Regions from separate parts of the Sus scrofa genome. Here all the other regions are linked to region 3. The links are chromatin contacts, called in public promoter capture Hi-C maps. All regions are on one chromosome and are shown on one strand. The core of a region is the stretch at or near the end of the contact, and the rest is flanking DNA. Distances in the headings are between cores, read along the strand shown.

The links. Promoter capture Hi-C pulls out the DNA fragments that hold promoters and counts their contacts.
Region 1: a promoter capture Hi-C map of liver shows a contact between it and region 3, with 5 times the contacts expected there. The contact joins the promoter of PPP1R12B here to the promoter of RABIF in region 3. A contact is called at or near these places in 3 of 5 promoter capture datasets (fetal liver, fetal skeletal muscle and liver), 3 of 47 Hi-C or Micro-C datasets (embryonic fibroblasts, fetal skeletal muscle and undifferentiated spermatogonia) and 1 of 2 datasets of contacts at active chromatin or transcription factors (alveolar macrophages).
Region 2: a promoter capture Hi-C map of fetal skeletal muscle shows a contact between it and region 3, with 6 times the contacts expected there. The contact joins the enhancer-like site here to the promoter of RABIF in region 3. A contact is called at or near these places in 3 of 5 promoter capture datasets (fetal liver, fetal skeletal muscle and liver) and 10 of 47 Hi-C or Micro-C datasets (alveolar macrophages, embryonic fibroblasts, fetal heart ventricle and 7 more).

The regions. Positions count from the first base shown.
Region 1 is chr10:24,462,060-24,467,085 of Sscrofa11.1, forward strand. PPP1R12B (protein phosphatase 1 regulatory subunit 12B) reads left to right here and starts at 1,944. Exons shown (of 25, transcript XM_021064548.1): 1 at 1,944-3,383. The coding sequence starts at 3,093.
Region 2 is chr10:24,580,962-24,585,709 of Sscrofa11.1, forward strand. The region is part of intron 18 of PPP1R12B (protein phosphatase 1 regulatory subunit 12B); the gene reads left to right. Among named protein-coding and RNA genes, the nearest start is that of PPP1R12B, 120 kb to the left of the region's middle. Within about 2 kb of position 2,005, at least 41 of the 83 cell types and tissues checked have an H3K27ac peak or open chromatin away from gene starts, as enhancers often do. A contact at or near this core is called in embryonic fibroblasts, fetal liver, fetal skeletal muscle and 2 more, where this site is marked.
Region 3 is chr10:24,863,876-24,868,680 of Sscrofa11.1, forward strand. It overlaps RABIF (guanine nucleotide exchange factor MSS4), which reads right to left and starts at 3,266. Exons shown (of 2, transcript XM_005668014.3): 1 at 3,016-3,266. The coding sequence starts at 3,141.

The sequences.
Region 1 (5,026 bases), core at 694-3,193, 400 kb before region 3:
TATTGGTGTTCCCCTTGTGGCTCATCAGTAAGGAACCTGACTAGTATCCTTGAGGACATGGGTTTGATCCCTGGCTTCACTCAGTGGATCGAGGACCTGGTTTTGCCTGAGCTGGGGTGGAGGTCGCAGATGAGGCTTGGATCCTTCGTTGCTGTGGCTGTGGGGTAGGCCGGCAGCTACAGCTCTGCTTTGACCCATAGCCTGGGAACTTCCATATGCCACAGGTGCAGCCCTAAAAAGACCAAAAAAAAAGTAACATTATTAATTCATGAAATTTTTACCCAAGCTAAAAAATGCTTATTAGAAAATCAGTAAGTAAAACATGTGGTCCAATTCTACATACTTTCTTTCTTTCTTTTTTTTTTTTTTTTGAGAAACTGTCATGTACCAGCATCATAATATTAAGATGGTGCATGTGGATTGCTGTCAGAGATGTGCTTCCTGAGGTTTCTGCAATTTGCATGATGCTGAAACCTTGCCCTTCTCTTGCTTTTTGATTTTCTAGACTGGCAGAGTTTAAGCTAATAATGGTTTCCTGAAGAGGGTTAGGTTCCTATCTAGTTTAATATCAATATTTCTTTTATCCTATAGGGACAGTTCTATTTGAGAGCTTGTGGGCAATTTTAATTATCAGCAAGAGGCTGAGTTGAAATAAGAGTTTCCACGTTGACAAGCTACAAAGTCAATCTCATACAGAATTTTATTTTTTTGTAATTTTATTATCAAGAACCAGTGTTTTGGGTTTGTTTTTTGTTTTTGTTTTGTTTTTTGCCTTTTTAGGGCCACACCCGCAGCATATGGAAGTTCCCAGGCTAGGGGTCAAAGCAGAGCTGTAGCTGCCAGCCTATGCCACAGCCACAGCATTGCAGGATCCGAGCCACGTCTGTGACCTACAACACAGCTCATGGTAATACTGGATCCTTAAACCACTGAGTGGATGGAACCTTTGTCCTCATGGATGTTAATCGGGTTTGATACCACTGAGCCATGATGGGAACACCTCTCATACAGATTTCCAGTAGATGATGAAGTATAACAAGTTCTGTGGTAACTAAATTAATGCAAGGAACACATGGCTATATAAAGTATACAGTATTACATCTTTTATTTTTATATACATTGTTATTCACAGTTCACCAAGATGCTAATAACTTAATTAGCATTTATGAAGAATTTAAGGATACCTAATTAAGCATATTTATTTATTTTTGTCTTTTTGCCATTTCTTGGGCTGCTCCCGTGGCATATGGAGTTTCCCAAGCTAGGGGTCTAATCGGAGCTGTAGCTGCTAGCCTATGCCAGAGCCATAGCAACTCAGGATCCCAGCCACATCTGCGACCTACACCACAGCTCACGGCAACGCCGGATCGTTAACCCACTGAGCAAGGGCAGGGATCGAACCTGCAACCTCATGGTTCCTAGTCAGATTCGTTAACCACTGAACCACGACGGAAACTCCAAATTAAGCATATTTAGATAGAGTATTACTAAGCATATTTTATATCTAAGTGTCCCTTTTCATTTGCTTCTCAGCTCATCTCAGGAAAAAGTGAAGCACAGACAAATGTTCACATGATAGAATATAATAAAGTTTCCCTTCACAATGACCTAATCTTTTTTTTTTTTTGTCTTTTTGCCTTTTCTAGGGCCACACAACAGCACATGGAGGTTCCCAGACTAGGAGGGGTCTAATCCGAACTGTAGCCGCGGGCCTGCACCAGAGCCACAGCAACGCAGGATCCTCAACCCACTGAGTGATGCCAGGGATTGAACCCACATCTTCATGGATACTGGTCGGGTTTGTTTCTGCTGAGTCAAAATGTGAACTCCTTGCAACATTTTTTTTAGTGAAAAACTGAAAGTTTAAAGAACCTAATAATTGTATATGATCTCTTTCATTATGGAAAAAAAATTATTTATGTTTTGTCCAGGGCTAAAGCCTGGAGGGATATAGTTACTAAGTCAACTTTCTGTAAAGCTTTATGGAAGTATAGTTGATTTACAATGTTGTAATAATGCTAAGTCTATTTAACAGGTTTTATAACCAAGCTCTCTTTGAACATGAAAATGGCCTACTTGCTGCTTTAGGAGTTTTGTATGCTCTATAGTATTTTTTTTTTTAATTGAACTATAGTTGACTTGCAGTATTGTGTTTGCTCTGTATACGTTTTTTGTAGCTTTGGGTAAAAAAATCATGGAACACATGACATCCATTCTGTCTCCCAATAATTTAAGACACATGACATCCATTCTGTCTCCCAATAATTTAAGATCCACGAAAACTGGAGAAGAGGAGGAGAGAGAAAGAAGGGAAATTAGTATTTATTATGAGCTGATAGAAGCCAGGGATAGCACTAGGTATCCTTGCATATATCGTCTTATTCGAGCCACAGGACCATCCTGTGAGGTGACATTACCCCCTTTTTACAATCAAGGAAACAGGCTCAGAGAACTTCTGTATGGAGAACTGAATTTGAATGCTCTTTCCGCTGTACCTGCGTGCATCCTTCCCAGGGGCTTTTCAGGGCTACGTGTTCATGCCCTCTAAGTTAATAAAACTCTGGATTCAGAACCAGGACACAGTTTTGAAAGTTTTGGGTACTTCCCGTCCAGTTTTCTGCAACAGAAAGTAGGGATAACAACTGACCCCTTTTCCACTCCAAAAGATTGACGTGTTAATTAGGGAGCCAAAATTAGCTGGTAGTCGCAAAGAGAATGAACCACGACTCTTAACACGCCCACAGAGGCTGACTCCGGCCAGGGACAGCTCCCGCTTGGGGCGGAGGTGACCTCGCAGGTCTGCGGCCAAGTAGGGAGCTCCCGGACCGCGCCTCTCTCGCGGTCCGTCCAGGGACTTGTAGTTCCCGTCAGGCGCGGGCGCGCCCGGGCGTGGGGGACGCGCGGCTCTCCTACTACAAGTCCCGTGATGCTCCGGGGCGCCGCTGCAACTGCGTGCTGAGGCCGCGGGGCGTGCGGGCGGCGCGGGCGGCGCGGCGGCGGAGCAGTAAAGATGGCTGCGCGTGGGTCTCCGCCCTCCTCTCCCGGCTGAAGCGCTCGGAGGCGGCGGCGGGGCGGCTCGGAGCAGCGGCGTTATGGCAGAGCTGGAGCACTTGGGCGGGAAGCGGGCCGAGTCGGCGCGGGCGCGGCGGGCCGAGCAGCTGCGGCGCTGGCGGGGTTCGCTGACGGAGCAGGAGCCCACCGACCGGCCGGGCGCGGGGCGGCAGCCGCAGAGTCGGCGCGCGGGCCCGCGGGTCCGCTTCGAGGACGGCGCCGTGTTCCTGGCTGCCTGCTCCAGCGGAGACACCGACGAGGTGAGGCGGCTCCTGGCCCGGGGCGCCGACGTGGACACGGCCAATGTCGACGGCCTGACAGCCCTGCACCAGGTGAGCGCAGCGCGGGTGCTGCGAGCCCGCTTCTCGCCGCCGCCGCTCGGCGGCCGGCTGTTCCCGACCTCGCAGGACCGGCGCCCGCCGCAGTCGGGTGTTTGTATTTCCCTCCCGCTCCGCGGGTCGTCATGGTTACCGGTGCTTTGGCCGGGGGTCTGCTGCGCTCTCGAGTCCTGCTTTCTGTGCGAGTCGTTCTGCCGTCTCTGAGAGCGCATCCCGTGCTGGGGAGGGCGGAGGGCCGAAGGGTCTGAAACCACACCTGGTTTTCTGGTTTTCTGGTTTGCAGTGATTTACAGGTTCTGCGTTCGTCGCGCTGTAGCTCCCCGAGCACCCCATCCTCAAGGAAGGAAGCCTTACTTTATTCCTCTACGGAGCGCTGACCTGCAGGGTCACTTACATTTGTTTGACGTTTTTGGAATAGCTTTTTTTTCCGCTAAAGCTTCTGTAGGAATCACACGCCCTATATAGAACTGGAGTATGTGATTGTGGATAACCTGACAGTTCCGTGCTTGGTAATTAACACCTTAACTTAGTTCATCTTATGCAACTGTATTCTGTACATGCTGCCTGTCGTCACTAACTCCGTCCTCTCTCTCAAATGGAACTTCATCAGTTATTTTGGTGAGCTGACAGCTGGACACCCACTCTTAATCTTTCTTATTTTCCTTCTTCTGCTGTCCGTGCAAAGTGGATGTGCTGACCTGAGAATCCACTTCTAAGTCATTATTCCGATTCGCGTCATTTCGCTTCAGTGAACATATTAGCCAGTAGCTTAAAATTAGTCCTCGCTGCGTTCGTGGTCCTTCTTTTTCAGATGAAAGGACCTTCTTTTCACCCCATTTGCGTCCATTTTTTCCTGCCTATAACAGTGCCCCACCTAAGGTGGCGGCCAACATTTATATAGTTCTTTGCTGTTTAAAAACTTTTTGATATGTCTTACTGCAGGTGAATCTCAGTAGTGATCCTTTGAGGTGGGTGTGGCAGCCAGTGTCATAATAACCATTTCACAGGTGAGGACTCTGAAGCTTAGAAAATCGTTGCTCGTGCAAGATTAAAAGGGAGAGAAGTTGCCTGTAGGCAAGGGTTTTTCAGATTTAAACTCCAGAGCTTTATGTCTCACCTAATAAGGAGCTGAATTGAAGTAAGATGGGCCCTCAGAGGGCCACGTGTATTCTTTCAAATTTCTGAATGAATTTTTATTTTTCGGATGTTTGGGGGATGATAAGGCGATTGAGGTCTGGATTCTGAAAGAAACCACTTTGAGGGGTCATAGAGAAATAGAAACCAGTTTTCTTGTCCACGTGTTCCTTATTCGAAGCACAGTTTTCTCAGTGTAACTCAGTGGCCCTGTTTTTTTGAGGTGACTGCTGAGTCTGCCCCTTACCACACACATTTTAACACCGCCCTGAGAAAAGCACCTACTTTGAGGTGACTGCAGGTAGGTCTTCCACACCAGGTAACCACGTTTCTGACTCCTTTTCCTGACACCGTGGTCCCCTTGGTGTCTTTCCTTTTCCTTTAATTACCCCCCTGGACAGTGAAGTGCAGTGTCTCTCACTAATATTCTAGTAGTCTCTTCACCTTCCGTAATCTCTTGAAATAGGAGAGGAAGGAGATGACAACTGTGGAATTTTTTTTTT
Region 2 (4,748 bases), core at 755-3,254, 280 kb before region 3:
AAGGATGGAGTTTTCTTGCTGTGCGTGAGATGAAGCCTCTCAGGGCGGAGCGCTGACTCTGATGGGCAGGGAGGGCCCTGGAGTTCAGGGGGACAGTGCAGACTGGATGTCAGCAAATACACAGAGTGGATTTACAACCACGATACTGGAATTGGTCACCAAGGGAGTCAGTGTCTCAGAGAAGGGGCTGTGGACGGAGCCCTGGGTGCTGCGTCACAGAGGAGCCGAGGCGGGGTAGCACGTGCCCTGGGCACACAAGTGCAGCTCACTCTCCAAATAACCCACTGGACAGAACGCCCAGAGCAGCCACTAGTTTTGTTGCTGCCTCCCTGTTTTTTCTCCACTAGTACAGGAATGTTGATAAAGGAGCCTCGTGGTCCCAGAGCAGCGGCTGGCAGCCTCGGAGATGAAATTGCAGCCTCTCTGCAGACCTGCTTAGAGCCCGTGAAGGCCAGGGTGTCGCAAGACTGGTTTGGTTCAATGAGAGGAATTCTGTTGCTTAACCGTATCTGCAAATGATCCTTTAAGCCAACTCGGCTTTTGGTTCCCTTTGCTCTGCCTCGCTGTCCTCAGTTTTATGACATCTTTGAATAACTAGCACCCATTTCACTTAAGAAGAGGCTGTCTTTGGAAAACTTAATCCTGGACGCTCTTCATTGCCAAGCCCCGACTTAGCTCTGTGACGGTTAGAATGAGTCATAAGCCTGGTATTTTAGACCTGAAAGAAGCTTTAACCTTCTCATTTTATAGATCACAAATGAGGCCCAGAGAGACATGTACGTAGCACAGCTGTGTTCCTCGTCCAGGGCTGTGCACCACCTCAGTCCCGGCCCCGGCCTTTCCGTGTCTGTGGCATGTGGGCAGGAGCCGCGGGCGCAGCAGCGAGACCCCCAAGGCAGACGCTGCTCGGCCTCGGATGCCTTGGGCTGAGAGGCTGCAGCCTCCTCACCTGTCAGTGATAGCCTCTCCCAGGAAATAGAACGAGCTCTTGCATTTAAGTAGTCAGCGATGATTTTCCAAACCTGTAGGTTCCTAAATCTGGAAGAGAGTAAAGCTTTTGGAAGATTCTTACTGATCGTAGAATTGTGTGACTTTGAAATCAATTATGAGTTGATTCCTTAAGCATGGATTGTCTGGAGAGTCCAAAAGGACTCAGACTCCTCCAGAATGCCAGCATGTGCACCTGATGAATTTTGAGAAACAAATCTGCAAAGATTGCCGAGGTAGGAGAGAAAGGAGGCAGAGAGGAAGGAAGGAGAACCCAGCATCCCTTGTGTTGCCCGGAGCCCTTTCGACCCCTGATCCCTCCCAGCCCCCAAGCGCTTCCGAGAGCAGGCCTTCCTCCTTATGCCCCGTCACCTCCCACGCAGGCCCTCCTGTGTTTGTGCTTGTGTTTCCAGCAGTTGTAGTTTCATGGATCTTTACTCCTACAGATCCCGCTCACTTTCTTAGAGTAAATAAAACCCTTTTTCCTATTTACTCTACTTCTTCACAGCTTGGCTTCTGGCTGTTTGCTGGATCTTCTCCCCTGTCTCAAGCAGTGTTTTTCATCTCCTTACTTAATCTCGTGAGGCCCCTTTATCTGCTGGAGGGCAGCCAGCGATTTTCTGTCCACCCTCCACATGGGCAGTGTCCTCGCCAGCCTCCTTTTAGGTAGAATCCTGGGACTGTTTTGCTTTCCTCCTCTCCGCACACGACTGCCTAATATGGTAAGGTATGTCCCAGGCAGGCCCGTGCCGCCAAGCTGGACCGTGGCTGAGCTTCAGGAGGCCGTAGGTGCGCTCTCAGAGCTGTGATTTATGTAGGAAGGTGCTGCTTTTCACAGGAGTCCGTAAAGCAGCCGTGATCTTTTTTTAAAAAAGACTGCAAAGACACGATAGATTTTCCTCCCTCAGCTTCTTTAAATTTAGCCAGACAGGAGGACAAGGAAGGAGACGGAAAAGGGCCATTGGCTTGTCCCCAGAGTGAGAGAGGCTGGGAAGGCAGAGGAACTGGACGGTCCCGCTCCCGAGGGGAGAGTTAACGAGCCGTGGCCACTGGGAACAGCGACCCCCCGGGAGAGCGGGGGTGTGCCGAGACTGTGGGGAGCCGCCTCTGTCAGAGGGCCCCAGGGGTCTTCTCCAGCCAGGACCCCACCTTCGCCAGTATGGCCTCTCCTTTCACTGTGCAACTGTAGTTCTTAAAATACTGCAGAGGCTGGGATTTTCTATATATGGGTCGTGCTTGTGCCTTGCTGTAGTCAGGCTGAATAAACCATCTTAAGAACAGCATTTCTTTTGGCATCTTCCTTTTAAGGACTCTATTAATTTTAGGTCGTGCTGTTGCCAAGCAAATCTCAGTAATCAAAGCACATGTATTCCTTTGAGACCCTATGAGTTTGGACCCAGTGTCCCGTTACATCAGCGAATTCTGCTTTAGTCAGAAATCTTTTCTGAGGTAGGATAACTTGACCTTCCAGGTATCTAGGCTTTGCTCAAACATCTCATCCAAGCGAAGCAGAAGGGTTATCAGCTACTGCAGGTAGTGCAGTTAACCTCGTCACCTCTTCTTTTATTCCAATTTTGTCTGCTCCTGACCGCCTTCAAGGTATTACTTTTGCTGGTGACCTGTGACCTTGTGTGTCTTCGTTGGAGGGACACCAATGAGCTTGAAACTCTGCTGGAAGTTGTTTTTTATGATTATTAAGGTCGTACATTTCATCATAGAAGTTACGAAGTATAGAAAAGTGTAAAGAGCGCCTCTAGAGGTGGTTGAACTTTTAGGGGGTCCCCATGCTGGCAGCGCCCTCCATGCATTTAGTGGACAGGGGCTGGGGACAAGCACTGGTCCTGCCGCTGGACTTCTGACCGTCCCCCGGGACAGCCATAAAGACCTTTCTACTATCTGCATTCAAAACCAGAGTTGGTTTTATGTATAAACTCACATCTTTTGGCAGAGGTTCTAAAAGCTCAACCGCCACATCATTTGAGGAAAGACCATAGCTTAGTTTTGCTCACCCCTACAGGAGTGCCACTTATACAATGTCATCATACGACACACAGCCCCACTTGCACGGCGTCGTCACACGGCACACTTACACACACACACACTCGGAGCCCGCAGTTGCCGTCTACCTTCGGGATGTTTCCGGGACGCTTTCAAGCCTCCGACCACTCACTTCATTGTGCCTTCTAGCATCATCGGCCCCAAACTGACACATCGAAAGACATTTCATTACAAATGATGTTCCTGTTGTTTCTCCTTCATGTTTTTTAATTGATTTTTGTGATTTTTATCTTAGTTTTACATCTAAGAATTTCATTTCAAGATGGTCAAAGTCAATGGGGGATAGGAAATATTTGTTATAAAAGGGGATTTACACCACTATAAAGAACACCAAAAAAAAAAAGTTATTTAAGGCATAAAAATCAAAAGAAATTATTAACATTCCGGTAAATTTCCTGCTGGTCTTTTCCCTAAGAAGTTTTGTTTTTTTGTTTGTCCCCAAGACCAACTAATGACATTCTTAAGAAAAGGATCAGTTTTCACCCTGCGTGTTCCTGGGGCCCCGTCATTACCACAACCACACTTTCATGAGCTTGTCTTCAAAGGCCTTGGGCTTAGCTTCCTAAGGAAGGAGTGGGTCTTGCTGGCTTTGCCCTGGAGAACCTCCAGGGGTAATTGTCCCCCTTCAGTGGGGGGTCTGAGGGTTGCGTTGCCTTGGTTACAGGCGCCTGGGTTTCTTCTGTTGTTAGCATGGTAGGGGAGCTTTAACCATGGCTTAGGCTTAGTTAATGTCAGTGTTCTAGCCTCATGGTCGAGTAAAAAGCTTAGTGTGGGATTTGCAGCTCTTTTTCAGCAAATGAAGTGTTTATAGATTTGCCCCAGCAGGAATATTGAGCTCTAGGCACTAACAGATGTTACCTTTCAAAGTGTTCGTCTGGGAGGACTAGAGGGTCTGGTGTCTGGGGTGAAAATGTCAAAGTGAACGGTCATAACTTACCAGTCTGCATTTTCTCCCTTTTCGTTTGCAGTCCAGCAAGTTTAAGAACCAGCAGACATTTAGGGACATGCATCTATGTCATTAAAACCCCGTAACATTCTCTCCAGACCTGAGTAAGTTAGCTAAACGTTCACACAGGAGGGCCTTAACAGGGTGTGCTTTCCTTGAAGACTTTGTTCTGAGCTCATACCGTGAACTCTCCCAGTGTTATTGATGACTGAGAGGAAAGAAGGGAGGTTTTGAAAAGCCCTTCAGCAAACTCACGGCTCCAACTAAAATACCTCGTGTGGTCTTGGAGCTCATAGCTCCGGTTATGTTCCTGAAGTTTTTTTCAGGTTATAGAAGCATTTTAAGAGGAAAATAACATCTGGATATTATATAAGTAAGTTTATGCTTTGAAATGGTGCTTTACCTGGACGTCAGGGGACTTCCAGAAGCAATTCACTGGAGTTCCTTGGTCGCTCAGCGGGTTAAGGATCCAGCGTGGTCACTGCTGTGGTGCAGGTTTGATTCCTGGCCCAGGAACTTGCACATGCTGTGGGCGCAGCAAAAATAAACCAAAAAAAACACCCCCCCCCCCCAAACAAAATGTGATTCAGCAAATGGCAGTCGGGGGGCTGAGTGGTACCCAGGGCTCGGGCTTCCCTCCCCCGGTGTGAGCAGCCGGGCCGCCTGCTGGCTGTTGAGGAGACCCGTGGGGGTGGGGCAGCCTGGCCTTCACCTTGGCACACAGCACACTAGGTCAGGGCTCAGCAGACTCTTTATG
Region 3 (4,805 bases), core at 2,016-4,515:
AAAAAAATTATAACACAGAGTACATTTCTGTTAACCTTTTTCATATTTTCCTCCTTTAGTGAGTGGTTGTTTTAAAACATGTCCACAAACTCTTTTTTTCTCTTTTCTTTCTTGGCTGCCTCACGGCATATGGAGTTCTCTGGGGCCAGGTATCAGATCCTAGCCTCAGTTGTGACCTAAGCTGCACCTGTGGCAATGCTGGATCCTTAGCCCACTGTGCCAGGCCGGGGGTAGAAGCTGCGTCCCAGCACTCCCAAATGCTGCTGATCCCATTGTGCCACAGCAGGAGCTCCTCCACAGGTTCTTTGCCAATCCTTCCACCCACATGTGAACGCAGAGTCTGTGCCTCTCCTCTTGAGGCTGATCAGGCTGAGTGCAAGTGACAGACTAGGTCAGAGAAGGCCAGGCCACTTTTGTGGGCCTCTCTCGGAACAGTTGCTCTGGCAGCCTCAGCTACTAAGAACCCTTGGGGGAGAGACCATGAGGAGTGACCCATCAAAGCCTGCTCCAGTCCACAGGCACACATGCTGGTGGAAAAGCTTTTGAGATGACCTCTGACTGCTGTCAGATGAAAGACCTAAATGAGAACTGCCTAGGCTGAGTCCTGTCAACCCCCAAGTCTGTGAGTAAAAGAAATACCTGTTAATTTTTTTTTTTTTTTTTTTTTGCTTTTTAGGGCTGCACCTGAGGCACCTGGAGGTTCCCAGGCTAGGGGTCTAATCGGAGCTGAAGCTGCTAGCCTATACCATAGCCATAGCAATGCAGGATCCGAGTCGTGTCTGCGACCTATACCACAGCTTACGGCACAGCTTACCCACAGAGCAAGGCCAGGGATAGAATCCGAATCCTCATGGATCCTAGTTGGGTTTGTTAACTGCTGAGCCATGAAGGGAACTCCTACTTGTTAATATTTCAAGTGTCTGTTTTGGGGTCATTTTGTTATGCAGCAACAGAGAGCCAAAAGAATACTGCCAAACTGCTGAAAACAGCTGAAAAGAAGGTCCCCCCCATTTTTTTTTTAAAAACAGCCACACCTGGAGCATACGGAAGTTCCTGCGGGTCAAATGGCAGCTGCAGCTGGGGCCTACAGCAACTCAGGATCTGAGCTGTGACCTATGCTGCAGCTTATGGCAATGCCTGGATCCTTAACCCACTGAGGCCAGGGATCAAACATGCAACCTCATGGACACTATGTTGGGTTCTTAACCCACTGAGTCACAGTGGGAACTCCACATGTTCCGTTCTGATCCCTGATTTTTTTTTTTTTTTTTTGTCTTTTTGTCTTTTTTTTTTTTTGTTGTTGTTGTTGTTGTTATTGTTGCTATTTCTTTGGCCGCTCCGGCGGCATATGGAGGTTCCCAGGCTAGGGGTTGAATCGGAGCTGTAGCCACCGGCCTACGCCAGAGCCACAGCAATGCCAGATCCAAGCCGCATCTGCGATCTACACCACGGCTCATGGCAACACCAGATCCTTAACCCACTGATGGAGGCCAGGGATTGAACCTGCAACCTCATGGTTCCTAGATGGATTCTGAGCCACGACGGGAACTCCTCAGCTCTGGATCTTTAACCTGCATCCTCATGGATACTAATTGGGTTTGTAACCTGCTGAGCCACAACAGGAACTCCTGTTCTCCATTTCTAAAATTAAAAAAATGCCACATAAATGGAATGATACAGTGTGTAATCTTTTGGGGCCAGCTTTTTTTCACTCAGTACAATTCCTTGGAGAGTCATCAAGATGTAGTATCCACGGTATGGCTGTACTACAATTTCTTTCCTTTTTTTTGTTTTTGGTCTTTTTTTGCCATTTCTTGGGTCACTCTCGCGGCATATGGAGGTTCCCAGGCTAGGGGTCTAATCCGAGCCGTAGCCGCCGGCCTACTTCACAGCCACAGCAGCGCGGGATCCAAGCCGCGTCTGTGACCTACACCACAGCTCACGGCAACGCGAGATCCTTAACCCACCGAACAAGGCCAGGGATCGAACCCGCAACATGGTTCCCAGTCGGATTCGTTAACCACTGCGCCACGACGGGAACTCCCTTACTACAGTTTCTTAATCATTTACCTGCAGAAGGACATCTGCGCTGTTTCCAGTTTTCAGCTATTACCAATAAAGGTGCCGTGAACATTCGTGCACAGCTTTTTGTGGGACCATGTTTTCATCTCCTTCGGGATAAAGGTTAGAAGTACACTTACTGGGTCCTGTGTTAGGTGCTTATTAATTTGAAAACAAACTCTTGGCTTGCTCTCATGTTCTCAAACACTGCTCTGTCCTACCCGCCCCCCAACTAAAGTTAAAAAAGCAACAATTCCCGCTCTAACATCACCTCCCCTTCCCTACATTCTCGAGCTCTTTTATGATTGTTGCTTTTCTGTGATTGTAATTTTCTCTGCCTCAGACTACAAGTGAGACTGCATGAAGGACAGAGTTCTGGGGTCTGTAACATTTTATATGAGAAACCATTCACAGGACAGACCGCAGGGTAATGAACACGCTGATCTGCTCTGCCTGCACTAACCCTTAGATACGCTAACTGAGGACTGCATTTACTTAAATCCCAGCATCTGTAGTCCTCATGCGCAGTCTCGATGCAGGGGGAGCGGGGCGCTGGGCACAGAACGTGGGACACGCGATCTGTGCAGTGGTGAGAACGACTTCTAGTGATTCACCCGGTCAGCAGGCGGGGGGGGGGGGGGGCAGCGAGCATTCAGCTGGTTCCGGCCACGCCCGCAGCATGTCCCATGCCCCTGAGTCCTCGAGCCCACTAAGCCGCCCTCAGGGGTCCGCGGCGCCCATTCCCCGCCCTCGGGAGTTCCCGGCGCCCACTCCTGAACCTGAGAACTAACGCTCTGGCTCCCTCGGAAGCCAGCCTGCAGGGCCCCGGCGTCGGGACCCTGCGGTCGGCAGGCGCGGCTCCGGGGCGCGAGTATCTAGCCGTGTGTCCGGATCCAGACCTAGCGAGGACCCGGTGTCGCCCGGCCCGCCCCCTCCCCAGCCCCAGCCCCTCACCTGCCGACGGGAGAAGAGCGCCGTGCCTGGCTGTAGCACGCGGGAGCGACAGCGCTGGCAAAGAACCGCCTTCCGGTTCCGGCCCTCGGCGGACACCAGCTCACTCGGCGGCGTTATGGGGTCCATGACCACCACCCCGGCCCTCGGCCGCGACGCGCAGGCGTGGTCTGGGTACAACGCTCCACACCGCGCAGGCGCAATCTCGGCGGCGGCGCGGGTGCAAGCGCCGCTTCCGCGCCCCCGACCCCACTGCGCAGGCGCTGTCGGTCACCTCCGGACCCTGCGGCTGGGTGTGGGCGTGGCTTTGTGACAGGTGCCTCCTGGGAAGTGACAGCCTCTGCACAAGTTCACGTCGGCTCTGGGTTTCCCTTATAGTGAGTGCAACCTCAGGTGTGCATTTAGTCTCTTGAACGACAGGGACAATCCGGGGTCAGACCCCCATTAGCAAGTCTCAGCAGCAGTGGCTTCCATGGGACGCGGCCCACCTTCTGGGGCGGAGAGGTTCCTGGAAGCTTTAGTTGCTGCTCTCCGTCCCGATCGTTTACTGCGTGGCACGACACGGTGTTGAAGCGCTATGGAAATCTCTCGAATCACCAGTTTCGTCATGGTGGTGTATTGCAATGAGGTCAGAAAGGCCACCTTCCAGGCCCAGGGATTCAGGCATGGCCCTAAAGCCACTGCTCTGGGTCGTTACACTCTACTCTCATTCGCTCCCGTTAGTCTTTAGATCTCTAGAGTACTGGTTGTAGTGCAACAGGGTGGCCCTTCCTGAAATGGCAGGGGAAGCAGAATATGAAGGGGAGCTAAGCCATCTAACGAATATCTCATCTACCCACCACCCGTGTCTGCATCTTTTTCCTCTTTTTCCTTCATTAGTTCAGCAATTTGCTTAGCAATTAGAGAATATGCTGTACTCTGAGGATGCTATGAGGACAGGCCTTTTGTACTGGAGAACACAGTACAAACAGGAAGACAGATCCAAGTCCAATGACTTGTGATAAAGACCATCAAGGGAAGGGAACAAAGTAACTGGAAACACAAATTCCACCTACTTTGTGTAAATCACAGGAGCAATTCTGTCTGGGGAATTAGAAGAGGCTTTACCTAGATGACAGTTGAATTGGGCAATAAAAAGTGACTAAGATTTGTCAGGAGAGCAATTTTATTTCCAATAGAAAGAACAGCATCATACAGTAGGGGGTGAGAACAAATTTAGGGGTGGTTAGTAGACCACTGTGGATGAAGCACATTTTAGGTGGGGGGAAGCGAGGGTGTAGAAAGGTGTAGTGAGCCCCTATTGCCGTGGCTCTACTGTCACCCTAAGGAATTTGAACTTCATAATGTGGGCAATAGGATATTAATATTTACTGAAAATGTTCTGTATGTTAGGTATTGTAATGACCCTATCTGTGCGTTAGAAATATAACTGATGACAAGATGGGATTAGATTGGAAGGCAGGAAAATAGTAGAGGTAAAGCCATCAGGAGACTATAATCCATGAGTTGGGGGGGGCAATATGAACTATGCAGAGCAGAGGGAATAAAAATATAGTAATGGGGAGTTCCCGTTGTGGCTCAGCTGTTAATGAATCTGACTAGTATCTATGATGACGCAGGTTTGATCCCTGGCCTCGCTCAGTGGGTTAAGGACCTGGTGTCGCCGTGAGCTGTGGTGTAGATCGCAGATGTGGCTGGGATCTGGTGTTGGCTATGGCTATGGTAAAGGCCATTGGCTACAGCTCTAAGTTGACCCCCAGCCTGGGAACTTCCATATGCTGTGGGTGCGACAC